2 separate regions of the Pan troglodytes genome follow, and region 1 is linked to region 2. The links are chromatin contacts, called in public Hi-C maps. All regions are on one chromosome and are shown on one strand. Each heading gives the region's core, a stretch centred on a gene start, on an enhancer-like site or on the middle of the called end of the contact. The rest is flanking DNA. Distances are from core to core; before and after follow the strand shown. Region 1 has its middle 270 kb from the start of NSG2. Region 2 has its middle 130 kb from the start of NSG2.

Region 1 (7,244 bases), core at 2,978-5,477, 140 kb after region 2:
ATGAAAACCAATCATTCTGGCTTCTCTAAGCAGAGCTGGGCCCTCCGGCCACCTGGGCCTGCCTCCTCACCTGGCCACATGCATGGGGCTGCCCCGGTAGCCAAAGCCTTTGCTCTGTGTTTTTCCACAGGCCCCACCAGTCCCTATTGTCCCTCTCACCCACTCACCTCACCCACAACCCATGGGACAGGCATCGGCCTTTACCATGGTGGGCACCGGGACAGTCCAGGTGTCCTGAGCGGGAAAGGTCGGCTTGGTCTCCATACAGCCTTGGGTCCCACTCAACAGAGCCTGAGCATGAAGCATGCCCTGTGTCCACAACCCTGGTGGGGAAACTGAGGCCCAGAGAGAGAGAGGAGGCATTATGTTCTTACTGTTGCTGTAACATATGAATGTACTGCCTAAAAACAATATCCATTTATTCTCTTGTAGTTCTGGAGATCAGGAGTACAAAACGGGTCTCAATGGCTAAAATTAAGGTATCACAGGGCTACGTTCCTTGTGGAAGCTCTAGGAGAGAATGCTTTCCATCGTCTTTTCTAGCTTCTAGAGGCTGCCTACATTCCTCCACTCGTAGCTTCTCCCTTCATCTCCAAAGCCCAGCGGCATAGAATCTTCATCTCTCTCTCCCGCCTCCCTTTCAGGGGGACCTTTCTGAGGCCACTGGGTCCCCCTGGTTAACCCGGATACTCTCCCAACCCGAGATCCTTGCCCAAGGTACAGTGTGAATAGTAGGAATAGTGGGAAGTGAAACTCAGGACATTTTCCTCAGTTCCCCTTCTGGATACCACACAGCCTCCTTCAAAAGAAAATGTTTAAATTCTGATGTTTCACAGGGAATGGACAGAAAGAGGCAGGTTCAAAGATTAGGGTAAAAGCCAAGTGAGGAGGCCCCCAAATTGCAGAGAGCCAGGGGGTGTGGGTCTTCCCTGGCGCAGCACAAATGTGACCCATAATAGGGACATGAATGGAAACAGAGCAGCTCTGAGGTCCGTGGCCCTGCTCCTGTGTTCCCCAGCTTCCCCCATCACCCTGGCAGACACCTACCTGCTTATCTCCCGTGCCTGCCTCGCCCAGACTCCAGCCTCCCGTGAGCCTTTCCTGAAATGCAAACCTGAACACTTCCTTTCAAACACTCCCTGCCCCCTAGGATCAAATCCAAGTTCAGTGCCCAGCATTCAAAGGCCCCACGGCTTGTCCCCCACCCCTCCCCACGCCGCTACTATCTCTGCCTTTTGATCTGGAGAAAGCCTTGGCTTGGAGGCCAGAAGCCTAGTAGTCCTTTTGCCTTGATGGCATCAGGCGTATTTCCATTTCACATACAATTTCTCATCGACATGACACCCAAACCTTGTGAGTGGTTGGCCCGTTTCTCAAATGAGGACAAGTGCCCAGAGAGGCCTAGTAGCTTCCCCCACATCACACAGCTAGTAAGAGGCAAATCAGAGGTCTGAATTCAGCTCTTTTGTCTCCCCTGAGGTTGCTCACGGGGCTCTGAGCCCAGGGCCTGGCCTGTGCTGTGGGGTTGACAAATGTGCAGAGGGCGTAAGGACGGCAGGCTCTCCCGAGTGGCTCACAGTTCGGCCTCCAGCAGCCTCCTTTTGGGAAGCGTCATAAATTAAAAACCCGTCATGTCGCCAGGCTTGGACAGTGTCCCTGATGCTGGAGGAATAATTCATGGCACGCGACTGGAGCTGGAGATGGCAAAGCCTGCTAGGATTCAGCTCCTGCCCTGCCCCGGGAACAGTTTTCAGCCTAGGCAGCTGTGCAGAGCTGGGTGGGTGCCCTCTCCCTGCCACCTGCTGTGAGGCCAAGGCCAGCGGAGTCCCTTCTCTTTGCGGACCCTTTCTCTCCCTCCATGACTTCCTCTCACTCATAAATGGAGACCATCTGAACTCATTCCACAGGGCAGTGTATAAGAGGGTGCCCCAGCAGGCATGGGGTCTCTCTCTTTTTTTTTTTTTTTGCAGAGTCTCACTCTGTCGCCAGGCTGGAGTGCAGTGGTGCAATCTTGGCTCACTGCAATCTCCACCTCCCAGGTTCAAGCCATTCTCCTGCCTCAACCTCCCCAGTAGCTAGGACTACAGTGTGAGCCACCACGCCCAGCTAATTTTTGTATTTTTTTTAGTAGCGACGGAGTTTCACCATGTTGACCAGGATGGTCTCGATCTCTTGACCTGGTGATCTGCCCGCCTCAGCCTCCCAAACTGCTGGGATTACAGGTGTGAGCCACCATGCCCAGCAGGCATGGGGTCTCTTAAGGGCTCCAAACCCACCGTTCAGTACAGGCATTTCATGAGCAACTCAAATTCACTGCAAACTCTCCCAACCTCTCTTCTAGGTGTAGCTAGCAAGGCTACCGCTGGCAGGGCCCGGCTGATTACTTATTTACCTGTAGCTTGTGTTACTATTTTCATAAATCCATTAGCAGCAGGAGGGGGGCATGACCAGGGAAGCCCGCACAGTGCTGGGACATTTTAGCCTCAGCCTGGCTCTCTGCTCCACTCGGTCAAATTCCAACTGTGTTGTTGGCTCACAGCACACCCATCGTAACAGCATCGTAAACGCTCCAAAGCCTCCTCTGTCCGTCACCTTTGTCTTCATGTGGTGCGTTTCATCAAGTTGACTATTTTTGTCCGTTCTATTTCTGTTATTAACGCACGCTGGGTATCTGCAATATACATATGTGTAATATCATATTTATAAACTCTTTAACCAAATACAATACTTTGATAGACTTCTTGATTAATTTGTATCCGAAATTTTCCTTCTTTTAAATTCCAGCTCTAATTCCGAGCTCAGATTCCTTCCTTATCTGTAACATGGGGTGGTGATGAGGATGATATAACATACTCCCTCAAGGATGTTTTGAATTTTCAGTCATTCGTTCAACACATTTCATTGAATAGCTACTATGTGTCAGGCAAACTGCTATGAGCAGGAATAGGATGGTGAACAAAATTAGCATGGTTCCTGCCTGGATGGCGCTCAGAATTGAGGAAAGACAGGCAGTAGCAGTCATGAGAAACTATACAAGAACATATTGTGTCACCCTCTCAGGAAACAGACGGGGGGCTGAGAGAGAGGGCAGGAGAATGCTTCAGAATCAGAGGGCAGGGGACAGCAAATGGGGGTGGGCAGGTTCCAGGAAGGGTGCAGAGCTCTGGGAGGCCCCGCCAGGAGGCTGAGCTTGTGCGGGTTTCTCCCCAGCTCTGGGCCTTAGCGTCCTCATCTGTGGAATGGGCGTGGCAGCGTTTCGACTTTGCGGGGCTTTTTGAGGGTGAAATGAGGAAATGCGCACGAAGGACATCTTCCAGCTGGGTGTAAGCTTCGGTGCAGAGCAGCGGCACACTCTTCCCTCTGTGTGTGAGGAGGCCCGGGGGCGGGGACAGGAGGCTGGGGTTCGCAGCACCCATGGGAACAGCCAGCCGGGGTTGAGATCCCAACTCTGCTGATTGCCATGTTGCCTCAGCGGAGGGTTCCTTGGGTGTACAGAGGACTCGAAGCACAGGCGCCCCAGACCAGGAGAAACACGGGAGGGCGGGCCCCCCTCAAAAGGGGGCCATGCCTGAGAGGGTCCCCCAGGGCACCCCTGGGAACCCACAGAGGTCTCGACCAGCAAGCACCAAGCTGGGCCTGGGGGGACAGGGGCGACTCAGACGTGGTCCTGGCCCAAGGAGGCTGCCGTGGGCTGGTGGAGAAAGATCCGTAAACTAAACGGACCTTCCCAGCGCCCAGCCCGGTGTAGCCAGCATGGGACAGACATGGGCCCTACAGCTCTCCTGACCCAGGAGGCCCGGCAGCCCCCGTATTTCTGCAGGCGTCTTGGCTCCATCTAGACGGCACTGGGATGCTGGCATCTGCATTTGCGCTGCACTGGACGCTGGGAAGACTTTCACCGCAGAGCGGGGGCTGCTGGAGGGGCGGGTGGGCTGCGGCCCGGCGGCGGCGGATGCCTGTCTCTGCCGAAGCCGAAGGAAGGCTGCGTGGGCAGATCTTCCAGCTAGGCCCAGAGGGACGGCCGACATTCAATCCGCCAGTCAAAGGGGGGAAGGGCTGGCGGCAGGAGCAGCTCAGGAGGCAGACCCGGGCGCGCGGGGGCGCGGGGGCTCGGGGGCCTGTGAGGGTCCCCGGACGGGCAGCTGCGGGGTGCGGGCCGGGCTGCACCGCGACAAAGGCGGCCCAGCTGTGGCATCGGAGGACGCACGCTGCCCCCTGGTGGCCAGGCCGCTCCCCGCAAACGCGAGCTCCTTTGTTTTGCGGTCCCGGCTTCTGCGGCCCAGGCTTGCTGGAGAGAAGAGAGTCTGAAGCCCCGGCTTCCAGAGCGGGTGGCCACGATGCCAGGGCCGCGCAGGGAACCTGGTGAGCCGAGGGTCGAGTCCCAGCCCTGCAGCTCGCTGGCGGCAAGGGCCGGCTCCCCAGCCTGCTCAGAGCCTGAGTCTCCCGCTGCTGCAATGGGAGGAAGCGCGCACCGGTTCACTGGGTGTGGGGGCGCTGATTGTGGTGTTATTTGTGCACACACGTGGCTCGGGCGCCGGTCGAGGCCTCCTAGCGACTTGCCCCACCCGGTTTCCCCGCACACCCACTCCTCACCTCCTGCACCAGCTGGCGGGGTCTTTGTCTCCCCCTGACCCTGATGGTAGCCGCTTTGTCAGCACCATTAGGAAATCCATGGTAGATTTCCTTTTGTGAGATTGAGTAGAATTTTAGAGATTTGGGGGTAGGAGGCAGGCATCTCCTGGCCCTCCCTCTCCACCCTTCTTTCTCTTTTCCATTCTCTCCGCAGCCCTGCTCACAAGAGCCCTCCGGAGCCCCACCACCTTGCCCTGCAGCCATCAGTGTAGAGAACATGCCCTCCGGCCTCGCCCTTCACCCCTACTGTTCCCAAGCACAGTCCACCCTGGTCCCTGAAGGAAGCTGAGTGGAATGTCTCATGGAAGCGTGTGGGGGTGGATCTGTGCTTAGGAGCACCTTTCTCCAGACGGGTCTGCCCCAGTCCACCCTGCAGCCATCGCTTCCTTCTTTAATTTTATCGCATTATGTCCCACCAGGTATAGGAGGAAGAGAGAGAGAGAGAGGAGGCATGGAAGGAAGAAGGAAGAAAGGAGGGAAAGGAGGGGAAGGAAGGAAGGAAGGAAAAGAAAAAAGAAAGAAAGAAAGAAGGAAGGAAGGAAGGAAGGAGACATTTGCTAGGGCTGTCAGGACAAAGTATTACAGACTGAATGCTTAAACAACAGGACTTTATTTCCTCACAGTTCTGGAGCCTAAAAGTCTGCCACGAAGGTGTCAGCAGGGTTGGTTTCTGCAGAGGCCTCTCTCCTTGGCTTGCAGACGGCTACCTTCTCACCGTGTCCTCACGCCGTCTTTCCTTTTGTACCTGTCTGTGTCCTAATATCCTATTATAAGGACAACAGTCATTTTGGATTAGGGCCCACCGTGATGGCCTTAACTTAATCACCTCTTTAAACTTCCTATCTCCAAATACAGTCACATTCTGAGGTACTAGGGGTTGGGGATTCAACACAGGAATTTTGGGGGGACACGACTCAGCCCATAATGGAAAGAAAGAAACAAACAGAAACAGATAATCCGTATTGGCTCTTGCCAGTGTTTGGGTGCCGTAGTGATGGGACAGTGGCTCAAGGACCAAAAACCGTGCACAAATGCAACTGACAACATGGAAAGATCAGGAGATCTTCCATGAAACCTTGGCTTTTCCTTTCCTCTTGACAATAGAACCCTGGGTTAGCATTAAGACTGAGTGGAGCCTATTTGCAGGGCGTGTTCACTGTGTGGTCCCCCACACTGACCGCTGGCCCCCTCTCACACCACTGTCACCTGCCCAGGACCTTCAGGGAGCTGAGCTGGAGACCCAGCTGTGGGAGGAAAGCGTGTGTCTCAGTCCTGGCTGGCTGGGCTGGAAAGGCAGTGTTCAGAGGACTTGGGGATGTGGACAGCACAGTGAGGGAAAGCTGGGACTTAGGCGGACCTGGGTTTGAATCTAAGCTCTGCCATCTGCAAGTTGTGTGTGACTCTGGGTATGTGGTTACCCCTCTGGGAGCCTCAGTTTTACCTCTGTGAAATGGGCACAGTGATGCCTACTGCCCAGAGCTGCGTTAGAATTGAGTCAAATGAAGTAGTTGATGCCAAGGAGCCTGGCACGTGGAAGGCCCTCAGTCAGTGCCAGTCCCCAAGTCCACCGCAGCCTCAGTAGATTTCTTCAGGCGTGGAGCTCACTTGAGCACTGTTTCTTTCTCATCCTTTCCCTCCTCAGTGCTCAGCAGGGGAACCACATCTTCAGACGGCCTTTAAAAGTCAACACATTCAGTGGGTGGCAGTGGGTGAGTTCTGGGCTCAGACTCAGGAATTTGAGATTCATCCAGCTCCAGCTTTGCAAAATATCTCCATAACCTTAGGCAAGCGGTTTCTTCTCCTGTCCTCACTTCCCCTGTCAGGGGAACAAGGGCAGCAGGAACGCCGTGGCTGGGGCTGGGGAACGGGAGCTGAGACTTGCTGAATGTTCCCAGAGGCTGAGTGCTCTGTGTACACCCGGCCTATGGCAGGTTGTCGCCAAAAAGGCCCCATCCCTGCTTCAACATCACGGCAAGCTAGGCATGAAGAGTGGGCTCGTGCCCCTTATCTGTAGAGGGAAGCTGAGGCTCCAACAGGCCCGAGTCACACCAATTGGAGAAAGAAGGAATTTGACCCAGGACTGTCTCAGTAGAGTCTTTAACTCTCCCTCCACAAGGCCACCTACCGAGAGGAAGGGCAGGGCCACCAGGAGCTCCATTTATGGGAGGTCTGTTGGGCTCTTCTGGGTTGATTTTCATCGACCCAACTGCCAGAGTTTCTGGAATGAGTTTAGGAGTAAGCATTCTGTGTCTCCCTAAGGAGAGGCGAGTCTGTTTTTGGAGGAATTTGGGTCTGGAGAGGACACTGGTACTTGTGGGTAATTGAACAAAATCCTTTGATTCTGAACCAGTCCTTCAGAGTACATCCATGGGTTAATGCAGAGTTTTTTCATTCATTCACTCATTCAGTCCTGCATTTACTGATTCATTTATTTCTTCAAGATGTATTTATTGAGTGCCTACTAGTAGTGCCAGGCAGAGGGCTAGTGAATAGTGCCAGGCGGGAGCTTGGAAAGAACAAAACTGAGCCCCTGCCTTTTTGGAGCTTCACAGGTGAGGGGGCACGGTGACGGCATTAAACCCATCATGTGGCATTGGGTGCTAAAAGGAACC
Region 2 (7,780 bases), core at 271-2,770:
CACTCCTATAAGAATCTAATACTGCTGCTGATCTCACAAGAGGTAGAGATCAGGCTGTAACGCTCGTTCACCTGCCACTCACTTCCTGCTCTGTGGCCTCGTTCCTAGTGGACCCGGCGTTGGGGACCCGTGCTTTAGACAGTGGGTTATTTTGTTCTTTTCTGCCTTTTTTTAAAAGATGCATGCTAAGGCCCCTTCTTGTCAACCTTGTGGTTTTCTAATAAATGCATTTAAGGCCATAGATTTTTCTCTAAGTGGGTAGACTATCCAGAGATGTTAATGGTGCTTAACAAGATAAGACAAGATGCCTCCAGTCCTTGAGCATGCCTAGATAGCCATGCTATGAGCCTGGTCACTGGTGCAACAACAGATCAGACTTGTTTATATCATGCAAATTGTGTTCCAAAAACTCCAAAGAGATTTTCAAATAGAAAAATAACTCATCCCAGTACCATCTCTCATTGGCTTAGCTTTAAACAACTTTTGCTCACATTTGCATGCTTTCGTTTTTTCACTGTCCATCTGCATGTGTGTGGGTGCATGTGCCAGTCAACCATTCACAAATTCCCGAGCACCTGCTACATGCTTGAATCACAGTAATGAACCAGATGCAGTCTCTGCCCTCAAAGCATTCCAGTCTAGTGGAGGACAAATATGTTAGTAAATAATTTCGGTAAATGAGGTAAGTGCTATAAGTCTAAATATTTTAAAGGCTGAGAGGAGGGTGCTCTTACATCTGCATGGAGGTGGAGAGGAAAGACCTCACAAGGGAAGTGGCACAGGCTGAAGGTTTGCATCAGCACCACAGCCTGAGGATGGAAAGTGAACAAGGCATCCAGTACCCCTTCCCTTCTCCCCACCGGGGTCCTGAATCAGGTGCTTATGACATGGCCACTGTCTCCTGTAAGCGCCATGCTGGTGAGTGTACCAGAGTGCTGAGCAGGCTCTGAGGATGGAACTCAGTGTTAGAAAGAGACTGCAAATCCCTATGCCCCGCACACTGATCTGTGACCTTAGACAGGTTGCTTTGCTTCTCATAAACTCAGTTTTCTCATCCATAGAATAGGTGGTTGGGAGGGTTTAATGTGACAAAGCAAGCAGGATCGTTATTGTTATTATCGTGTCTGTGTTGAAACATGAGCATATATTTTCCAATCCCTTAACTGGCATTGAGGCACATGTTATTAGTTTTGTTGCTTTTTTCCTTAGAAAAACAGAAGCTTTAGTTGGTTTGATGTAATGGAATGGTTTATGTATTTTATTTTAAAGAAAAAAAAATACCTGCCACGAAAAGGGCTTCTGCCCCCCAGAGCTGCCCTCCTCAGCATCTGCTGCAGCCTGACACATCGTGGCTTTGTTTGCAGCCTCCCCCTCGCAGCCTAATGACATTCCTGAAGATGGCGAAGGAGAGTTTCAGGTTGCCATGGAAACTGGGTGCCAGCAAGAATCCAAGAGAATTCTAACCCTTGAAGGCTGTGTATTTATTCCCCGTTGCTCAGGGAGCAGAGCTGGCTGCAAAGATTAGGGGGTGGGGATGGTGGAGACCCTGCTTTAGGTGTTACCATGGGCCCTGTCTGGAGGCAGAGGAGGTGATAGGAAGCCATAAGGTGCATAGTCTACAGGGCTATTGTCTGGGAGCATCTAGGGCCCTCTTTGGGGCAATCTCTCTTCCCCTTTTTTTGAATCACGTCCAAATCCAAATATGGGCAAGAGATGGGAGAGGAGCAGGAAGGAGTGAAGGAAAGAGAGAACTCTCTCTATAGCTACTGGCAGCCTGCATCCACACCCAATGTCCTGAGCTGCCCCAGCTGTCCTGCGTGCCCAATTCTTTGCAGGGAGTTTGCCAGCATCTTGCCTGAGTCACCAACATCCGTGCAGTTCCCCATTATCCTGTCACTACTCGAGCTTCTTTGCAGATGACCATGCCCTTCCAAGTGTGTTAATTCTCCAGCTTCTCACAACAACCCTGCCAAGGGAGGCGTGACGAGTCTTGTGCCCATTGCACAGATGCAGATGTGGAGACTCAGAGGGGCTATGTTTGGAAGAGCAGAGGTGAACTTTAGTTCCTAGTTCTGTCATTCAAAAATCTGTCAGTAGCCAGGGTAGAAAGAGGGTCACAGGGGAGACTGAGGAAAGACCTGTAGGGCAGTGAATGGCTACCACAGCAGTGTCCACAAGTGAGAGAGGCTTAGAAGGAGGCAGATCATCTCAAGCGGCCCCAGTGGGAATTAAGTCAAGTTCAGAACCTTCTTCCTTCTGAAATGGCCTCCAGTAAGTCAGCCAGGTGCCAGGAAGCCTCCATACCTTACTGTGAAGGGCCTCACAAAACCACCTTGCAGTGAAGGCATTGCTACACTCACTTTGCAGATATGGAAACTGAGGCTTAGAAAGAAGTAACTTGGCTCGTCACATGTGAGTAAAGAGCAAGCTCAGGGGTTCATCTCATGATTCTGTCTGACTCCAAAGCTTCCCACTGTGCTCTGGGGCCAGGCCACCACCTGAGGGGTGATTAAGGGAGGGCATATTTTCCTGAAGATGTCACACCTGTGGTGGGAGGGAGTGCCGCCATCATATGTGTCATCCCTATGCAGACACACACACTCACATGTACACACATGCACTTACACTGTCACATGCACACTCACACATTTACACACCCACACACATAACACACACATGCACAGATACATACGTGCACACGTGTGCACAGACACACACACACACACACACAGCCCTTCTTTGTGTTGAGGGTTTGCCAGTCCTCTTGAGGGTAGTGCTGAGACACTGGCCACCCCTGAGGCTAATGTGCTCACACACCTCCCTTCTACACCTCTGGTCCTATCCGCCACCTCAGCAAACCCTCTTTTCCAAAGATGCCGGCCAAGCATCCATCAGCAAGTTCCCCCAGGAGGGCACACAGTTACCTGCAGCCTGGCCTAGGACTCCCCCACATTGCTCAGCCAAACCCTTAGAAAGAGACAGCTATTTGCCGCACTTGAGTTCCTGCCAATCCCCGGGCCTACCCCTGCTCACAGGATGTCACTCTGGGATCTGCCTTCCGTAACCACTGCACTGTGCCAGGCTCGCCTCCCTTGGGCTGGCCCCACTGCCCCTCAGTCCATGGTCTCTTTGGCTTCCTCCCTGGCTCAGAGTCCACCCAAAGGACTCTTCAGTCCTTTAAAGCATTAGCACTCAGTTCCATGGCCAGCAGCAGTGATTTTTCCAATTCTGGGTGATAACCCATAGTTATAGTGAAATCCACTTAGTGAAAGAGATCCGCATTTAAAAATATGGAGTGTGGATTAGAATAGAAAATGCCAAACTGGTTGTTTTCTAATGATAGGAGCCTGTGCCATCTTTTGAGACTGCTGTTTCTCTTCTGTTAAGGCATGAATGGGTGTGCGCTGGATTGTGATGTACAATGTGTTTCTTTCTATGAGGTGTGAGCTCAAAGGTTCAACAGTTGGTGGATTAAGTGAAAATTCATCTGAGCTTTCAGGACCCTTGAGGTCCGGCTTCTCCAACTTTCTCCAGCTGCATTTCTTGGTATTACCTCTCCCTGAACATGGCCACATAATCTGCCCTACTGTTCTCAGAACACGCAGAGTCCTCCACTCATTCCTGCCCCTGTCTGAGCCACGTCCTTTGCTGGAATGCGATCTTATCCGTGCGATGTTATCCACACACCTTCCCACACTTGCTCTGCCCCACTGAAACGCCAGTTTCTCTTCTCAAACTCTGATTGGGGATCAGTTCCTTGCTGAGGTTTTCTGCTCTTCTTTTCTTCCCTTCAAAGACAGTGGTCCCCCTGCTCACAACCTGGTCATTATATGTCACAGTGAGTAGCCATTGCCTGCTTCCCTGACCATTTCTCGAACCAGAAGGAATATCCCATCCAGAAATATGGAAGGAGGGCTTTCTAGGCATTAGGCCATTTGCTGTGCACTGGCCTAGCAGCAGTTAACAAATAGGAGTGCCCCCCAACTTTGTAAAACTTACTACTTAGTGGCAGAGGCAGAAAATAAGTAGGTAACCAAATCAAAAACATTATTATAAATTGTGATAAATGCTATGAAAGGAAATAAGGGCTGGCCACTTTAAACAGGATTGTCAGAAAAATCCCCAGGTCTCAGTGGCTTACTGAATAGAAGTCCCTGTCTGTTATTTGAATCCAGTTGGTATTGGGGGTGGGTGGCTCTGCTCCATGCAGTCACGCAGAGACCCAGGCTGATGGAGGCCATGGCCTCTTCAACATATGGCTTCCACGTCACCTAAACTGGATGTCTTAAACAACAGAAATTTATTGTCTCATGGTTCTGGAGGCTAGAAAGTTCAGGATCAGGGTGTTGGCAAGATTGGTTCCTTGTGAGGGTGCTGGGGTAGAATCTGTCCCTTGCCTCTCCCTCAGTGTCGGGTGGTTTGCCAGTGATCTTAGGCGTGGTTTGGCTTGGAGAAACGTCACCCCATCTCTGCCTTCATATTCACATGGCATTCTCTGGGTGTATAAAAAGCTTCCCCTTTTTATAAGGATACCAGTCATATTGGTTCAGGGGCCCACTCTCCTCCAGTTTGACCTCATTTTAGCTAATTACATCTACAAAGACTCTATTTCCACATAAGTCACATTCTGAAGTCCTGAGGGTTAAGACTTCAACATATAAATTTTTGTGGCCCAGAATGTAATCCTATAACACAGGGTCATGCCTAATTGTGAAGGAGGCTGGGGATGTGTCTCAGCTGTGTGCCTGGAGGAGGAGGACACGTTTGATGAGCAGCTAGCTGTCTCCATCACACCATGGAAGGTTGAAAGCAGAGTGACCAGGTGTGACCTGCACGAGACTGCATTTCTCACGTGCAGGGACTCATCTGGAACTGTCCCTGAGTCTCCCTGCAGCAGCTCCAGGCCTGGGTCTGGAAACTCACTCATTTAGTGAATATCTGTCGAACGGAACTGGATTTGGGTTTCCTTGTGGGTAAAAAGAGGGCAGGTGGTGCGAAGTTAGAGGACGTGGAATGTATAAGCAGAGGGGCTGAAACGATTTAGAAACAAAGCCGGGTGTGTGTGTTCATGTGTGATAACTGCCTTGTGATTCTGGCTGGAAACCTACGGCAATTCTGCCAACTCTGACCAAAGCCAAAAAGAAACAGCTACAGGATGAAAAGAAAATGTGTGTTTTCCTCGGTAAGGCAATTCCCAACTGAGCAGAGGAAGTTTCGGTTTAAGGAAGACGAGAACAGAGACGCGTTCAGCTTCGTTTTCCCACATGGAACAGCCCAGCCCCTCATCCACTCCCCATCACTCAAACAGAGTCACAGGGAAGGAAAGACTTCATGGCTGAGGGACAGGAAGCCATTGGTAGAGGATGGATCGGTTTGATATTCCTCTAAGGTTGTGAAAGATGGAGTGAGTGTTAGTGAAATTGCTGGAGGCTGATATCCTAGTGGGGAAACCTGGATTTATATCAGATGGGCAATTCTGACGACCCTGGAGGCCTTCCAGTTTCTGGCTGAAAGGCTACACTGGAAGCCATCACAACACAAAGCAATAGTGACAATGACTGCCACTTTCTGAGTGCTCCATATGTGCCAGAAACTGGACTAACTACATATCAACTGACTAAGTCTTTAAAACAGTGCACAGAGTTGCTGTTCCTTTCTGCGTTTTACAGGCAAGGAATCGGAACATCAGAGAAGCACAGTGGCTTGTTCAAGGTCCCACGCCAGGGATTCAACCCCAGATCTGGCTGACACCAGAGCCAACACCATCCCCACAGTGCAGTGCCTCCCGTGACCACTCCCGTCTTCTACTGCCTGGGAGTTTGTAAAATGCAGTGGCTGAAGGCAGGCACTATTGCATCAGACCTCCTGGCTTTGTATCCTGGCCCCTTGACTTTCTAGTGGGGTGGTTGCTTCACCTCTTTATGCCATGTCTTAGTTGGTTCAGGCTGCTATAACTGAATACCACAGACTGGGTGGCTTATACCACAGATATTTCTCACAGTTCTGGAGGCTGAGAAGTCCAAGGTCAAGGGGCCGGAAGAGTCAGTGTCTGTTGAGGGCCTGCTTTCTGGCTCATGGATGGCGGTCTTCTCATTGCATCCTCAAGTGGTGGAAGGGGCAAAGGGGCTCTCTGGAGCCTCTTTTCAAAAAGGCACTAACCCCATTCATGAGGGCTCCACCCTTGTGACCTAATCACCTCCCGGAAGTCCATCTCTGAATACCCTCACTTTGGGGGTTAGGGTTTCAACATACAAATTTGGGAGAAACACAAACATTCAGTCTATAGCAAGCCTCAATTCCCTTATGTAGAAAATTGACATAATAAAAGTAATTACTTCAAAGGCTGTTGTAAGCATTAGTTTAACTTAGCACGGTATTAAGCACACATAAATGGTAAAAAGATAGTCTTCTCTCATTGCGAGTTCATTCACACACTTATTTCAATTTTCAACTGACATGCCACCTCTTCAGAGAAGCCTTTCTTGATCACCCTGTCTCAATTGGCCTTGCCAGACCTTCTGGCAACCAGACTGTTTATTTCTTTCCTGGCACTCCTCCTCTGCCGCGTGTTGGCTGTCCTAGCCCCTCACTGACTTAGTTTACTCTTCTGAAAAATGGGAGAACCGTGGCACCAGTTTCATGGACTTACTGTGAGGATAAAGTGTCCAGTGCTTAGCACAGCCCCATCCCTCAAAAGTTGTGTCAACTGCCACCTTTTCTCTACCCAGGTCTGCTCATCAACCAGTGCTTCTCAAAGTGAGGGTTCCAACCAGCCGCTTGGCAGCCCTGGGGAACTTACCAGAAACACCAATTCTTGGGACCCAGCCCAAACTTGCTGAATCAGAAATTCTGGGGGCGGAGCCCAGCGATCTGCATTCTAAGAGCCCTCAAGGTGATTCTGACACGCGTTCAGGTTTGGGAACACTGCTTTTCCTGCCTGAGTAGAAGAACAAATACATCACTGATTATGAGACACACCATTATTTCATATTCCGCTAAGACAGGAAGAACATTGTCAACTAAATTATAATGCAGTCCTGTCTTATCATCATGATTCTAAAGACATTCTTATTTCAGAGATGCTAAAATGTGAAAAGAAAATTGCATCTTGGCATCAATGAAATTTAACATTAGGAATAGTTAGAGGATGAGAAACTGAGGTCTCGCTCATCTCTCCTCTCTAGTGGTTCGCAGCCCTGACTGCACGGGAGACTCACCAGGCTGTGCATTAGAGTTAAAAAACCCTCATGTGCTATCTGCACCCAGATGGACCACAGCAGGATCTCTGGGGCTGGACCCAGGCATCAGTAGTGCTTAAAACTCCCTGCTCCAAGTCAAATTTCTACCCTTTCCTACCATATGCAGAGATGAAATCAAGCTTCCTGGCTTCTAAACAAATAAAACCCTGTCCCAACAGGTGCCAATCAATGTTTCTCATGGGCCTTTGGCATCTCAGTGACAATGGCATGCAGGACGCACCCAGGCTGGTTTCTACTTCTTGACTTTCTGCCAGGGTTGAAGGTGTTTCCCCGCTCCACCGCAGTGGCTTAGAGAAAGTCAGTTTCATTTGCGCCCTTCTAAATCCTGACCTGGGAGCCTTTTTGCTGATATAAACCTCCTTCCTTGATGGTGCAAGCTGAGCTCCAGCAAGATCTGAGAATCAAGAAGGTGGGGTTGAACTATTGATGAAGTCTGGGGATTAAGGTATTCTCCCCTGGGACCTGGGATACGAGGAAATATTTATTGTGCGTTTACTAAGAGCCAGATTCTATGTGTGACC

The links. Hi-C and Micro-C count contacts between places; a contact is called where the count stands out from the background.
Region 1: a contact with region 2 is called in a Hi-C map of stem cell-derived neural progenitor cells, with 5 times the contacts expected there. The contact joins two enhancer-like sites. A contact is called at or near these places in 2 of 7 Hi-C or Micro-C datasets (induced pluripotent stem cells and stem cell-derived neural progenitor cells).

The regions. Positions count from the first base shown.
Region 1 is chr4:171,959,099-171,966,342 of NHGRI_mPanTro3-v2.0_pri, forward strand. No RefSeq gene overlaps it. Among named protein-coding and RNA genes, the nearest start is that of NSG2, 270 kb to the left of the region's middle. Within about 2 kb of position 4,228, at least 11 of the 24 cell types and tissues checked have an H3K27ac peak or open chromatin away from gene starts, as enhancers often do. A contact at or near this core is called in stem cell-derived neural progenitor cells, where this site is marked.
Region 2 is chr4:171,820,216-171,827,995 of NHGRI_mPanTro3-v2.0_pri, forward strand. No RefSeq gene overlaps it. Among named protein-coding and RNA genes, the nearest start is that of NSG2, 130 kb to the left of the region's middle. Within about 2 kb of position 1,521, at least 11 of the 24 cell types and tissues checked have an H3K27ac peak or open chromatin away from gene starts, as enhancers often do. A contact at or near this core is called in stem cell-derived neural progenitor cells, where this site is marked.